Linked DNA regions of Capra hircus: region 1 is linked to region 2. The links are chromatin contacts, called in public Hi-C maps. All regions are on one chromosome and are shown on one strand. The core of a region is the stretch at or near the end of the contact, and the rest is flanking DNA. Distances in the headings are between cores, read along the strand shown. Region 1 has its middle 110 kb from the start of SYK. Region 2 overlaps ROR2 (tyrosine-protein kinase transmembrane receptor ROR2).

Region 1 (7,546 bases), core at 1,461-3,960, 860 kb before region 2:
GTGGGAGATACAGTGGTGGCCCTGTCATCTTTCTTCTACCTGCTCTATGCCAGGGTCAAGTACCAGGGTCTCTCCTGGCTGCCAGCCTCCCTCCAGCTCCACTAGAATTTCCCCGGCTCCTGGCAGGCAGAGGTTTGAAAGAGACCTGGGTTGACTGGCCTCACTCTCCCTTGGTGGGCCCTGAGATCAGGACGGCCCCAGGACAGGAACAACACAGACCGCCAAACAGCCTCTTGGCGGGTTGCCCCCGAAGCAGAGCATAACAGGTGGTCTCCAGCACTAACCTTGGGGGAGTCATACAAACTCAGCCTCCTGATGTGCAAAAGTGCAGCTGAGGGTTACCCACTGACTGCCCTGGCACACGTAAATGCCAGGCGCAGAGGCGGGATTGGGGGGGGGGGGGGGGAGGCGGGGCTACATATTCTAAAAATGCCCCGGTCACCACAGCACCTGACCTGTGGGAATTCTGCAGGCCAGCAGGTGGCGCTGAGTGATGGCACAGGAAATGACTTCTTCAACCTCAGGGAGGGAGCAGAAAACTAGCAATCCCATTTGTGATCACTGTGAGGGAGCAGAACCCGAGCAATCACATGTTTGTGACCACTGGAAACGGTGACGTGAAGTGGCTTTACCACCAAACTGAGCTTGGGCTGAGAGAGATTTTAAGACCCGTGGCTTGACTTTCCAAAGGCAGGAAGGGACTTCAAAACCAGTTAATAAACACTTTCTCACTTCAAAAAAAGCACCTGCTAGACTTTGTCTGTCCCGAGCTGCATTTAGGATGAGAGTTGCTGGGGCCCAAGGGAAAGGGGTTAGCAGAGAACAGCCACCTTCCTGTAAGCTGGGGCAACTTCTTGTCCACTCAGTAGTTCCATTGAAATTGTCTACTTGAGAAAGAGAAGGCATTTTCCCCGTTGCACCCACACAGGCCAAACTGAGGAGCCTGAGAAGTAACCCCCTTTATGGAAAGTCCTGTGATTACTATAAAGAAACATACCCAGTGACCACCTAATACAAGGAAATGACAACTCCTCATGTGATCCTGAACTGCCCACCAATTTGTAGACACCTAAGCTCAGATGGTAAAGGATCTGTCTGCAATGCAGGAGACGGGGGTTCGATCCCTGTGTTGGAAAGATCCCCTGGAGAAGGAAATGGCAGCCCACTCCAGTATTCTTGCCTGGAAAATCCCATGGACGGCAGAGCCTGGTAAGCTACTGTCCAAGGGATTGCAAAGAGTCGGACACGACTGAGCAACTTCATTTCATTCAAGACCAGGAGTGGCAGTGGCTCCCAGCTTCTGAAACATACAGCTGATTTTCAGAAAAATAAAAATAACTGAAAGCGCCAGAATGAGATCTTAATTCAGGACAAACGATGCCGGCATTTCCCACTTTAGGCAGTAATTGCTTCCTTCTGGACATTGGCTTGTGGCCTCAGGATGGACTTCATCCCCACCCTCAGGGAAAGCCAGTCCTCTTGAATCGTGACCTTTCTCAGGCATTGGAAGCCCAGCAAAGGCAAAGTGCACTCAGGCACCCAAGCCCTACCCCTTCTCCTTCTCCCTGCCATCACCCAAAGAGAAGCCCGATAAACAGCTCACAAGTGTCTTCCCTCCAAATGTGAGTCTGGAGACAGAGCCGTGCTGTGCACCCAGCAGTTCCCTGGCGAAATAGCATGGCTGAGAGCATTTCCACATAAGAATCCCAGTGTCCCCTTAGCCCAAGGTTCAAGGAATAGTGCAGCAAAGACCTTTTCACACATTTTTTCTAGCTCATCATTTTCCTGACTTCTTTGACCATAGAGCCACCATTGTGCTCAAGACTACTAGCAAGATGGAGCTGGTGCTCCTCACAGTCTGGGAAACATCACAGTTAACACGCAGGAGGGCGGGGTCTCAACAGCAGATGCAGTGTGTTTGTGGGAAGGTGATTCTGTCCCTGAAATCAGCCAAGGGAGCTGTTGTCTAATTGTTAAGTCGTGTCCTACTCTTGTGTGACCCTATGAACTGTAGCCCCCTCGACGCCTCTGTCCATGGGTTTCTCCAAGGCAAGAATACTGGAGTGGGTTGCCATGACTTTCTCCAGGGGATCTTCCTGACCCAAGGAATGAACCCATGCCTACTGCATTGGCAGGCGGATTCTTTACCACTGACCACCAGGGAAGCTCAAGGAAGCAGTTATCATGTATTTATTGCTGAAAAACTAGCCCCGTCCTGTCCTCAAATGTGGGTTATTTACACACCATATTCTCTCTCTCTCTCATTCACACACACACAATGCCAGGACATATATAATCACTCTTTCCTTCGAAGAAAAAGAAATCAAACGATGGCATTTTCATACAGAAGGAGGGCACCGGGCATATAACTTGATGTTTCGTCACATAGGACTCTTTTTAAGACCACTTATTATTTTTTAGTTTTACAACATTAACCTACATTAAGAAAGAACGTGGACTTTCCTAGCACTCCAGGGATTAAGACTCCTCACTTGCACTGCAGGAGAAACAGGTTCAACCCCTGGTCAGGGAACTAAGATTCCACGTGCCACACAGTGTGGCTACAAAATGAAAGAAAGAAAGAGCATATTCCCAGAGCCACTACCACCAAGTCCAGCAAGCATTCACCTGGGTAGCCAGCACATCCTGAGCTGTGATTCGGCCCGTCTGAGCCTGTTTGAACTGGTGATCTCACCAGCCTGGCACTGCCAGTCACCACCCTCCTATGGGATATTCGCTGACTAAGCGATGCTCTCAGCCCACATGCCACTCAACTGAGGCCATTTCCAGGAGCTATTTTTTTAGCTAGGCGTTATTTCACCAAAGCCATGAGTCATGAGACTTGATGCCTTTGCAATCTCTGAGGTCTTTGAATGACTCAGTTTTCCATGACTACCATTCAGCTGTGGAACAGTGAGTGGAAAATGAACATTGTTCACAAACAACTCTTCCTCATTCATAAAAGTAAAGAGCCAGTGTCTAGTTGCTGTTTATTCTCCATGGCACATATGAAGTAATGACATCATGAATTTTCTATAAACCACCAAGGCTGTCAAAGCTGTTTGGAAGACGACGCTGTAAATACTCATGGCCTGTGAACAGCTGCTCGAGTCCCTTCTTCCCTGACATGGGCGCAGGGTAGAGGCGTCAGCCTCGTAGGCAGCGAGCAGGTAAGGAAAGGAAGGAAAGATCGTTGATCAAGAAAACCATTTTGGTAAGGGGACTTGGGCCAGAAAGAAAATGATTTTCACCAGAGTAGGCGAGTTACATGCATTCTCTGCGCAGGAAGTGGGTTTTTGATTCCGTGATGTACCCGGTGATGCTTAGAGAACATCAGGAGTGGCATCTCCTCTCATCCTGAAGGCACCCTGGAGAGCACAATCTCTGGGCACTGGATGCGTTCCCAGGGAGGCCTGGGAGCTTTCTGCCTGCCCAGGTGCCCAAGTGAGCAACCTTACATAGCAGTGTGCTGCCCCCCAAGCACCCGCCAGAACTGAGGCACATGAGCTGCCCAATAAGCCCCCAGCCCACCACCTCCCCCCTCCTCTTCTTGCTTCTGTCAACATTCAACCCTGAAGAAAAAAAAAACAGGATGCTTGATGAAGCCAAACCCACTTATCTCTACCTTTTACCTCAAGCGAGTATGTACACGGTAGGAAAACCAGACAGAAAGAAGGTGACCTAAATACAGAATCTGCATCAGGACATCAGAACCTGAGCAGACTCCACTCGGCTCAGAGATGAAGCCAAGCTTCCGAGACAGACAGAACTGAGTGGAGGTGATCACTCCAAAGAAAAGGGCTGCCCAGCTAAAGCACAGCACAGCGCAGACAGCCATGGCAAATGATTTCCTCTGCAATCAGAACATTCAGACATTTGTTCAGTCTGGAACGTTCCTTCTCTTCAAGTCAGTATGATGTCCATTCCTGAATGTCCTGCAATGAGATTTTTCTGTATCTTTCCTGTGCCTCATTCTTAGGCACTGGGAGGGAGTGGGGGCAGGAGGAGAAGGGGACGACCGAGGATGAGATGGCTGGATGGCATCACTGACTCGATGGATGTGAGTCTGCGTGAACTCCGGGAGTTGGTGATGGACAGGGAAGCCTGGCGTGCTGCGATTCAGGGGGTTGCAAAGAGTCAGACACGACTGAGCGACTGCAGTGAACTGAAGTCATCATGTCCCCCATCTGCGTTCTCATTTAAGGTGAGGGTTTGCCTTAAAGTGCCAGTGAGTTCCTTCTACTCCAAAACTCCGCTTCTGGATGTCATAATCTGAAAACACAGGGTCGAAAATTGGCTCATGGGGCCTGTATTCTGTTGTAATGTTCCCCAGGGATTCTCTGTGTGTGTGTGAAGCTGTGTCAAACAGGTGTTCATATTTTTTCTTCTTTTTCAGATCTGTTTGTACTTAAAAAAAAAAAAAAACTTTTCACTTTTTATTGGAACATAGCTGAATAACAATGTTGTGATTGTTTCGGTGGACAGCAAAGGGACTCAGCTATACACATATATGTATTCATTCTCTCCCAAACACTCCTCTCATCCAGGCTGCTATATAACATTGAGCAGAGTTCCCTGTGGTATATAGTAGGTCCTTGCTGGTTATCCATTTTAAGATAGCAGTGTATATGCATGGATCCCAGACTCCCTAACTATCCCTTCCCCACATCCTTCCCCCTGGCAATTGTAAGTTTGTCCTCTAAATCTATGAGTCTGTTTTTGCTTTGTAAATAAATTTGTTTGTATCATTTCTTTTTAGATTCCACATATAAGGGATGACATATGCTATTTCTCCTTCTCTGACTTTCTTCACTCAGTTTGACAATCTCTAGGTCCATCGATGTTGCTGAAAATGGCATTATTTCATTCTTTTTAGTGGCTGAGTAATATTTCATTGAATGTATGTACCACATCTACTTTATCCATTCCTCTGTTGATGAGCATTTAGGTTGCTTCCATGTTTGGGCTATTATAAATCGTGCTGAAATGAATGCTGAGATGTATGTATCCTTTCGGATCGTGTTTTTCTCTGGATATGTGTCCAGGAGTGGGATTGCAGGGTCATATGCAGACTTTCTTGTCCTTTTAATACTCTTCTCAACATAAAAATAACTGTTTATTGTTAACAACCTGATCACTGCTTTCCCCACTTCAGTTCTCAGTGTGCAGAACTGGTTTCCCCCACTTGGCAGCATGGACCAAGGGCACTATTACTGATATCTTTCTAAGAGCCTAATGTCTCAGTGCACAAGAAAGGCTGCTTTGTCTGCACTGCAGAGACTCGCCTGCTGCTCTGCAGTGAGAGGGTGGTGTGCTGGGGAGCCCCATGTCAGGAGAGAGGCAGGTCTACTGAGAGCAGGTGGCATCCTTTCCACACCTGCAGGTGCATCCTCAGTGGAACTTAGGCTTTTGCTGTGACTCCTTGTCTCCCTGCCCCTGAGGAACCAGCCCACTGGCAGAGTGGGCATGCATGGCACTTGGAAGCTAGCCATGGCCCAGGTTGTCTCAAAGACAACTCCCTGCATGGCTAACAGGGGCAAGGACCCTTCCTCGGCCTCGGTTGAAGCACCAAGCCACTGTTGATTCTTAGAGACTTCACCAGGAGAGAAAACAAAGACCACTCATCCATGTCACTTGAAAGTGACATGCAGCTTTTGGATTGTGCCCGGTGAACACACGTGGGTCAGAGGAAGGAACTCCCACGTGATGCCTTCTGGCAACCCTTGGCCTCCACCTCTGACTACTGGGACAACCAGCATGCACAGGGCTTTAAAACTGATTTTTAAAAAATCAAGCAAAGCATGAATGCCCAGAACATTGCTCACACACACATGGTTCAGCTTGCTTTGGTAGACTAGGTGTGTGTGGTGTCACTTTTGAGCACTCTGTAATAGAAGTTGCATCTGCATAATGTAGCTTGCAAAGCCTTTTCAGGTACATTTTCTATCTTTAGTCTAAAAAACAATCAACTTTTGAGATGATTATGGTCACTGATTCTTCATTTTACAAATGGAAATTTCCTGACTCAGAGAAGAGCTGCCCAAAAGAAGCCAACCCAGATGTCTTCATCTAATACCACTGGTTCCGAGGCCTGACTGCACAGTAGAGTCAGCTGGAACCTTAAAAATGCTGGTGTCCAGGCTGCATTCTCTATAGTGTTCCCACAGCAATACTCCATTCTTCTGGAGTGGAGCCTCGGGGGCCAAGGCATTGATAATACTTAACAGTGCAACCCATCCCCCTTGTGTGGCCCATCACTGGTGCTCCTCTGTATCAGAGCTCTAACTTGGGTAACTTGGAACCATTTGGCATCCTGGGGCAGGAAGTTCAAGTCAGAGCCCCACCTGAGTTCCAGGAGGTTGGGTTTCTTCAATGAAAGCCAAGTGGCATTGACCGATGTTCTCTGTGATGGGTCATTGAACACCCACCAGGACAGTTCTCTAAGGGGTCCCAGCAATTGCAAAGCATCTCAGTGAAAGGTGAAGGTCTTGAATTCTCTTGGCTGATAAAAATCTGACTTGGTGGTTTTGACTGTTAAACCTCATCACATCCCTGTGATTTGGGTTCCAACTTTTCACGAAAGAACTGAGAAATCTGTGGCATGAAGTCAGTGTCATGATCAGCTTGTCGGTGTTGGCCAGCAAATTGGGAAACAGCCTAGCAACTGAGCTGCCTCCTTCACTCCCTCTCTGTCTGTAGAGTCTCACAAATAGGACAATATGGTGTCAGGGGGCCTGAGAAGGTGTCAGGAGCTATCATCAATCAGCAGAGGGTGACTTGGAGGAAACTGTGAGGTTCAGGCCTCGTCCAGGAAAAGAATCTGGGGACCTCAGCCTCAAAAGCACAGCCAGCACCTGTGTCCCAGATGACTTGCAGGATGCCCAGCAATGAGCAAAATCCATGGTGTTGTCAGTCTGAGCCATTCCCTTACACACATCCTAGTGGAGACCAACAACCTGGAGGCTTGGTTAAATAACTCCCTCGCACAGGGGAACTAAATATCTTTTAAGTTTATCCTGGAGGGTGTAGATGGTGTGAGTGGGGGTGGATGGACAGTGCCTAAAAAGAGGAGAGAAGTCACCTTCTAGGACCACACTCTACTGTGGGTTCTGCCTGGATGCTTACCACCTGGCTCTGCACCATCAAGCTGGGTCCCCTGGAGCTCAGCCCCTTTGGGACATCATCAGGGTCCCCCTGGCACCCACATTCCCTGCTTCCTTTTCCCCAGGTCACACCATCTGTGGATGAAACCAAAGCTAGATTCATAAGGAAGATGGAAACGTTCCTGATCCCCGGCATCTGTGAATGCCCCACCTTACTGCTGAGCATCCTGGGGTCTCACATGTGGCTCCAACGGACTTTGTGATCCCTGGCAGGGCAGCCTGCCCTGAATTGATGCAGAGACCAAGGCCCAGCAGGACTGTTCTTGGCCCATGTCTCACAGGACAAGAACAAAGTCGGGTTCTTCAGACTATGCCTGCCCGCATCTGCCTGCACACCTGGGTGTATGTCTGGAGCTGCGTGTGGCCATCAGGCCCTTCCCCCA
Region 2 (7,798 bases), core at 4,343-6,842:
AAAAGAGTGGTCATTGGCCCCATCTCTCCCTTGGTACTGGCATACTTCCCTGAGGCCTTCCAAAGCACAAAAGACGGTCTTGAGTCTATGTCTCTATGCCTGGGCAACATTTTTCACTAAAACCTCAGCACTTCAGACTGGGACAGAACAAATTAGTAAAAAGTAATACTACTGAATTAAAAATGTTAACTTGTCCTGTCTTTTAAAAAAACACACATTAGAGCTGAGCCAAGTGTGTCTGTCACAGTCCTTCTCTGTTCACTCCACCCACACGCACTCCAGAGCCTGTGTGTGTGCGTGTGTGTGTGTGTGTGTGTTGGGGGTGGTGGTGGGCGGGCACTGCAGTGACATCTGCCTCCTTATAACCCCTGCCCTTAGGGCCTCAGGGCAGGACAACTGCTAGGAACTCCTCCAGCAGACCAGCCACCATCCACGGACAAGCCAAGACCCCCGAGATGCAGTTATGTGAAAAAAGTAAACAGAAAACCATTTGCAGAGAAGGTATCTCTTATGTTTAAAAAATGGTATAAATATGAGAGCACATTGTATACATTCTTATAGATGCATTAAAAAACTGACAGAATCCACAATGAACCAACAGTAGTCATTACTTGGTGAGGGGGTAGCTGGGGATGGGAAAGGAAATTTCCACTGTAACTCTGAACTACAGGAACTAGCTGTAGCTACAATATTAGCTATTTGTTTTTGCTATTGAATAACTAAATGAATGAAATAAAACTGAGAAAGAAATAGGTCTGACAGTCAGGCTCATGTTCTTCTCAGTGAGGGTGTCAGGTAGTCTAAATTCAGGTGTCCTCCACGAAAATAAAGCATTGCTCTTATTTCAAAAGCTAATTTCTGAGCACCCATTAAGTCCTAGGCCAAGGAACACTTATAGTCTCTACTACTTTAGGGACTAAAGTCTCCACTCAAGTCTCTACTCCGCTAAAGTCTCTACTCAAGTTTCTACTACTACAGACTCCAGTAGTAGTGTCTACTATGATTTTAGGGACTGATGAAGGAAAAACAGGAGGTGAGGGTGCAAACAGTTCTGACCTGGAAAGCCCACACTGATTTCCAGCGGCTAGGTATCAAGCTAGTCGTCTGATGCAAGTTTGCTTTGATACAGCCTTCTCCTGAAAAGTTCATCTTAAAAAAGATTTTCAAAGTTCCCATCAGAAAGTCATAAACTGTCTGAAAATAGCTATCAATACTGAACTGAGAGGCGGAATTCTTCCAAAGCAAACACTTTTAAACAAGTGTTTCCCTGTTCAGAGACCCAAGAGGTTTGTCTTGATTTAGTGGGAAGAGTTATATAACTATAACATTGAGTGAAACACCCTAAAAGTAGCACAGAAAAGTTAGCCATTGCTCTGACAGACTGTTTCAACAAGTACTGTATACCAAAAAAAAAAAAAAAATGCATGTACAAAGTAATTGTGGCTTTGTATGGATGGCTTGGTGTTGGAGAAGACTCTTGAGTCCCTTGACTGCAAGGAGATCCAACCAGTCCATCCTAAAAGAGATCAGTCCTGGGTGTTCATTGGAAGGACTGATGCTGAAGCTGAAACTCCAATACTTTGGCCACCTGATTTGAAGTTGACTCACTGGAAAAAACCCTGATCCTGGGAGGGATTGGGGGCAGGAGGAGAAGGGGATGACAGAGGATGAGATGGCTGGATGGCATCTCTGACTCAATGGACATGAGTTTGAGTGAACCCTGGGAGTGAACTCTGGGAGGCCTGGTGTGCTGCAATTCATGGCGTCGCAAAGAGTTGGACATGACTGAGCGACTGAACTGAACTGAACACTTACGTGACCTTACTCATTTGGTGTGGAAATCTCCCTCTTGTGGGCATGGGGCTGGGTGTGACAATACGAGTGACATATATCTGAATTATGCAGCTTAGCTCTAAAATCTGTTCTGGAACATCCCAATTAAGTCACTTTCGTTCAGCTGCACCAACTGTAAAAACTCAGTAACCTTCCTAAAGATGCAGTAACAAACAAATTTTATTTCGAGCCAAAAAATCCCCCAGATCAAAACCTCCCCCACTCTGCCAAAAAACCCTCCAAGTGTCTTTCTGCAGAATCTTGGCTGCTCACTCTGCGGTCCTGGCCATGGCCCCGAGCACCGCCTTTAAGTCTGGGAGCTGAGTGACGGGAAACTGAAGCAGCCGCTTGCCTCCCTGGCTAGGTCTGCGGACAGGGCAGCCAAAGGGCTATTTCCCATTTTTCACTCTTAGGTCTCAACCGAACAGTTAAACCATCAGGTGTACCAAATTAGAGATAAACTGAAGTTCCTCTTTCACATCAGTGGAAATGAGAAGTAGCCCCCTGTAGCCTTGAGTTCTTTTAATATGCAATCCAGAACACACTGGCCAGGAGAGAGGCTCCAGGGGGCTCCCAGACATTCACAGGATGTACACTCAGACATGTTATTTGTTTGTGTGCGTGGCTATATTCCTCAGCAGCATCATGCTAACAGAGAGGAGCAAGGGGTGTACACGATGGCCTGAGGTGCCAGAGAGCCAGGGAGACCCAAGGTGCTGTACTTAAGGGGCTTTCAGCCTCAGGACCCTTTGGACCCTTGTTAGAAATGCACTTTCTTGGCCCCACCCAGACTTGCCTGGGAGCAAGTAGGCCAGTGCTTGTTTTGTAACAAGCTCCATCAGATGACAAGCTCCATCAGATGTCCTGATGTATGATAAAGGGCCACTGCTTATGGATGTGAAGTGAATTCCTAGCTGAGCCTTGCCTAACCCAGGGTTGTGGACCCATTCCATTAAACATGGAAAACCACCCAGGCCGTGCCAGGGTAAAGGGGAGAGGGGCAGCAGGGGCCATTAGCTGGCCAGCAGAAGCATCTCCAGGCCTCATCCAACCCCTCCCCTGACTGGAGCCACTGACCCCACAGGTGTACCCTGGTCCAGGTATACCGGAACTCGGCTGGCTGCACTGCTAACCAACCATGGAATGCAGGCAGCTTCGGGCAGGTGGTGAAGGAGGCCTAGTCTCCTTCACTGTCTCTCCCTCCAGCCCTGCTCCAGGCCTTGGGAAGCGCCAGACTCCAGGTCTAAAGATGGCAGGGGCTTTGGGACCTCAGGAAGAGAGAGGTTTAAAACCCCAAACCATCTTCACCTCATCTGCAGTTACTCCCTGCTACAGACTTTACCAAGAAAAGCAATGCAACCTGTTCCCACCATTTATCTGCCAACGTATAATATATTCACGTTCAAATGAAGTTGTTGCTCCCGGACAAGCCCCAACCACAGCCCAAATCATTACCATTCGGCGTCTCCATCATCCAGCAACCCCCACTGTCTCACATCCTCATGACCTGCAGAGCCGACTGAACCTTCTCTTTCGTTTTATTGGGTACACCAGGTGTGGGAGTTACAAGTGAACTCTATCCCGTGTGTCAGATGCAATGTACTTGTGGGCCTTCTGTCACAGGAGCTCTGAAATGAACGGACCTCGCTTACATATACAAACACAAGCAAACCAGAATACAATCAGGTGGTATCCCAACGTGGGTAACGTAAACAGTTAAATTACGAAGTCATTATTTTAAGCTCAAAATACTTCAATGAAAACGGCATACAAAAACCATATAAATTACATTTAAGGTCTGTACAGGATTCTAAAAAAAAAATAATAACAATAATGTGCTCTGTACAATGTTGCCTCCTTTGTAACATTCCAAGGCCCCAAAACATTTTCCCTTGAATTCCAGAAAACTGGGCAAAATACACATGCAGGATAATTAAAAAATTATTTCACAAGAATACAAAATCATGTGGGTTTCTTTTAAGGCACATAACGTTTCAATACAGAACTCCCATTCCAGGAGCCCCTTCCTCATCAGACCCTGACAGGTGGCCACTTCTTGTTCCCATTCATCTTTGGTGGGTGAGGGGAGACTGTTACTGGCAGGTGAGGGGCAGCAGAGAGAAAAGCAGCCTCCTCCATCCTCAGCCTGCAGCCCAGCCACTGGGCATCACAAATCCCAAGGTCCCAACTTGTCGCAGGCCGCTTTTTCCCAATGTTTGGACATACTCAATCCAAATACGGAGAGAAGATGTTACCTAATTTCCTTCAAAGCACAAGCACTGCTCACTGATGTCGACCTCCAGGGAAATGTAGGTGGCACGGGGAGTCACCACGTGTCCTGCTGGGTTACTACCCTCACCTGGTCAGAAGCCATTGGCCAAAAGACCCTCCAACCAAACAGGTGGGCACAGCATGGCTCTGTGCACAAGAGGACTGCAGAGGAGGACTTGGCACAGGGAGGCTGCCCTCCACCCAAGGCTCGTGTCCGTCCACTCAGTGCCCGATGGCCCCATGGCCCTCAGGCTTCCAGCTGGACCTCAGCCTCGCCCATCTGCAGAGTGTCGTTGTCTCCCAGCAGCTCGGTCTCAGGGACCGAGCCATCCTCCTCCTCCTCCGCTTCCTGCACCGGGCTCTGGGCCACGTCTTCCGGGACATTCTGCGCATCCTCAGTGCCCTCTGAGAGCAGGGCTGCCCTGTCCGCCACCGACGTATTGGAAGGTGCGGTGGTGACATACCCCGTGCTGGTGGAGCCGCTGCCGCTGTGATGGGAGCCGGGCTTGGGGACCATCTGGGCGGGCACCTGCTGCGGGGCCATCTGCATTGGGATCTGGACCGGGTAAAAGTTGGGCAGGTAGGCCCCATAGGCCGGCACCGGCTGGTACCCATTGACCGGGATGTAGAGCTGGGGAGGGGGCACCATGGGTCTGATCTGGCCCTTCATGGGGATGAACTGGGGCTGCGGGAAGGGCTGGGCCTTCTGCTTGGGTCCCCCGTAGCGGGCGTTGCTGACGTTGCTGACCGGGCTGGTGCTCAGCGAGCTGGTTTGTGTGGCGTTGCTGGCGCCCGAGGTCTGGGCCGAACTGTTGTAGGTGGACAGGTTGCCCCAGGCACGCAGGCGGCTGTGGATGTCCTTGAAGCGGGGCCGGCGGCTAGGGAACTCGTGCCAGCACTCGATCATCAGCGCATACACCCAGGCGGGGCAGTCGTCCGGGCAGGGCAGCACCTGCCGGCTCCGGACCATCTCCACCACGTCCTGGTTGGAGTGGCCACAGTACGGCTGCAGGCCTAGCTGAACACCTCCCACAGGACCACACCGTAGGACCAGATGTCCGAGTCCACTGAAAACTTGCCGTACATGATGGCCTCGGGGGACATCCAGCGGATGGGGAGCAGCGCGCTGCCCGTCAGCTTGTAGTAGTCTGCCGAGTACACTTCGCGGAAGAGCCCCAAGTCCGAGATCTTCACGGTCAGCTTGTCATACACCAGGACATTGCGGGTGGCCAGGTCTTTGTGGACCACGTGGTGGCTGGACAGGTACTCCATGCCCGCGGCGATCTGCGCCACCACATGCACGAAGTCTGGGGGCTCCAGGGCGGACTTCACCGTGCGGTCGTCGTCCGTGCTGCCCACGTCCGAATGCGGCGAGCGCATGACCAGGAACTCGTGCAGGTCACCGTGTGGGCAATAGCTGAAGATCATGCTCAGGGGTTGGTCCTTGGTCACCACGCCCAGCAGGCAGACGATGTTGGGGTGCTGCAGCCGCGCCCGCAGCAGGGCCTCGTGCCGGAACTCCTCCCGGAGCGGACCCTCCGCTTTGTCCTTCAGCGTCTTGATGGCCACGGCCTGGGTCTGCTCACCCGGCGCCGGGCCAAACAGATGGCCTTTGTAGACCTTCCCGAACCGGCCCTCCCCAAGCTCCTCCATGAACCTCACGGTGGACAAGCTGATCTCCTTGAGTTTGGCCTGCCAAGAAGAAAAGCCCCAGTGAAACATTTCTGCCAAGACACCAGAAGGCAGAGCCAGACAGCTGGAGAAGGGGTCGGGTGGGGGCTCCTAGAGCCACTCCCTAGCCCCACCAGGCTCAGTTTTAGTCTGCATCACACACTGCTCTCTGCTCTTAAATGTGCTTCAATGCCACGGGACTGCCTGAAACCTTCAAATGGTCCCAACCAGGCTGCAAACAATGCCGCCACCCCAAGAAAGCATTGCAAAGTGTGTGGGTGAGGGTGGGTGTGTGCACACTGAGCTCCAGCTGTCCCAGGACACCACCCTCCCAGCCGTGTCCCCCACTGAGGGCCTCTGCTGCTGCTCCCTGCTATGTGCCCACCAATAGGCCCAGCTGCCTCTGCTGGTCAGCAAGGCCCTGATGTCTATTTCTCTTGAACCCTGAGGTGTGCTTCCCACGATCTGAGTCATTTTTAGAGTCCAGGCCAGCTGCTTTCCAGATGAACCTCAAAGGGCCTGTCTTGCTGCTTCCTCTTGACCAGACTCTTCATTAGATACCACGTGACAGACGCACCACACTGGTGAAATTGATTCGAGTCTTGCATCTCTCAGCCTCTACAACTTCCTGCCCCTTCTGTGTGCCCAGCCCTGTCCTCAGAGGCTGTCTGATCCCAGGGGAATCTGTGTCCTCACCTGCTAAACCCCCTTCCACCCTGCCACCCCTTGCAAATTCAGTGATGCCTGGCTACAGAACTGAATAAGTCCAGCCTCCTCCACTTCAAAGCCCAGATTGAAATGATTTTCCCCCCAAACTTGCAAGTAATGTAAATGCCCCTTCACTGAGGCTGGGTGAGCTTGGGGAGAACTTCTCCTGTGCTACACATTTCAGTTCGTTCTCACCATCCTAGGAACTCAGGTTAGGGGTGACCTGCCCCTACTACCACCTCTATAAGACTGTTGCTCTGTCCTTCCCTGAAAAACAAAACAAAGTCAGCCCAACCCCAAACTGACCAGAAAACAGGCCTTCATTCCTTAAAAATGCCATATTCGACCCTCGAGTTGTGGGGGCAATCTGAGCCCCTCTTTTGTGTGTCCTCCTGAGGGGACAGCTGAAGCACTGCTGAATGAGGAAAGCTCATTCCCAGCCCGTGATAATAGAGCAGGTCTCTGTCGAGTCAAAACTGTGAATTCCAAACTCACCTGCCATATATCCCCTAAGGAAGCAAATGTCCTAGTATATTTTAGAGAAGAAAGGGCAAAAAGAAGGCCCGTTTAAAATAATCATGTGTTGTGAATCAAGCAAATTAAGAAAGTGAGTACTGAGGGTAACCAATCTCCAGGTAGAGGTTACGCCTGGGGGAGCAGCCTCTTTAAATAAATACTGGCACAGAGACCTGCTTGTGCTGGTTGATAAGAGGCATTTCCACATCCTGGCTGGGCGAGGCCATCAGCTGCCGCCGCTGTGGTGTAGAGGCAGAAGCCTTCTGTTTATTCCGGCACATGCAGACCAAGAAGAAAAGGCACGCGATGACAAGGGGAATGGCGATGCTTGGAACCAAGATGTACAGAATTCCCATCCTGCTGCTGTCCTGGGGACCTGTGAACAGCAAGGCATCCATGGTTTTTCTGAAAATACCCTCCTTTTCAACTCGGCATTCTCCACCAGCCCACTCCCACCTCCAATTAAAATATTTAAGCACGAGTAGATAGTTATGTAAGCTGCATGAAGGGACAAAATTACAACCCAAACCTCGAAAAACATTGCTGCTGCTGCTGCTGCCAAGTCGCTTCAGTTGTGTCTGACTCTGTGCGACCCCAGAGACGGCAGCCCACTGGGCTCCCCCATCCCTGGGATTCTCCAGGCAAAAACACTGGAGTGGGTTGCCATTTCCTTCTCCAAAGCATGAAAGTGAACAGTGAAAGTGAAGTTGCTCAGTCGTGTCCGACTCTTAGCGACCCCATGGACTGCAGCCCACCAGGCTCCTCCATCCACTGGATTTTCCAGGCAAGACGTTATGTA

The links. Hi-C and Micro-C count contacts between places; a contact is called where the count stands out from the background.
Region 1: a contact with region 2 is called in a Hi-C map of blood, with 3 times the contacts expected there. The contact joins two enhancer-like sites. A contact is called at or near these places in 2 of 5 Hi-C or Micro-C datasets (both in blood).

Annotation. Positions count from the first base shown.
Region 1 is chr8:86,748,160-86,755,705 of ARS1.2, reverse strand. No RefSeq gene overlaps it. Among named protein-coding and RNA genes, the nearest start is that of SYK, 110 kb to the left of the region's middle. Within about 2 kb of position 2,710, at least 3 of the 5 cell types and tissues checked have an H3K27ac peak or open chromatin away from gene starts, as enhancers often do.
Region 2 is chr8:85,892,070-85,899,867 of ARS1.2, reverse strand. It overlaps ROR2 (tyrosine-protein kinase transmembrane receptor ROR2), which reads right to left. Exons shown (of 10, transcript XM_018052509.1): 8 at 7,173-7,375; 9 at 5,124-5,796; 10 at 3,354-5,121. The coding sequence ends at 4,352. Among named protein-coding and RNA genes, the nearest start is that of ROR2, 240 kb to the right of the region's middle. Within about 2 kb of position 5,592, at least 1 of the 5 cell types and tissues checked has an H3K27ac peak or open chromatin away from gene starts, as enhancers often do.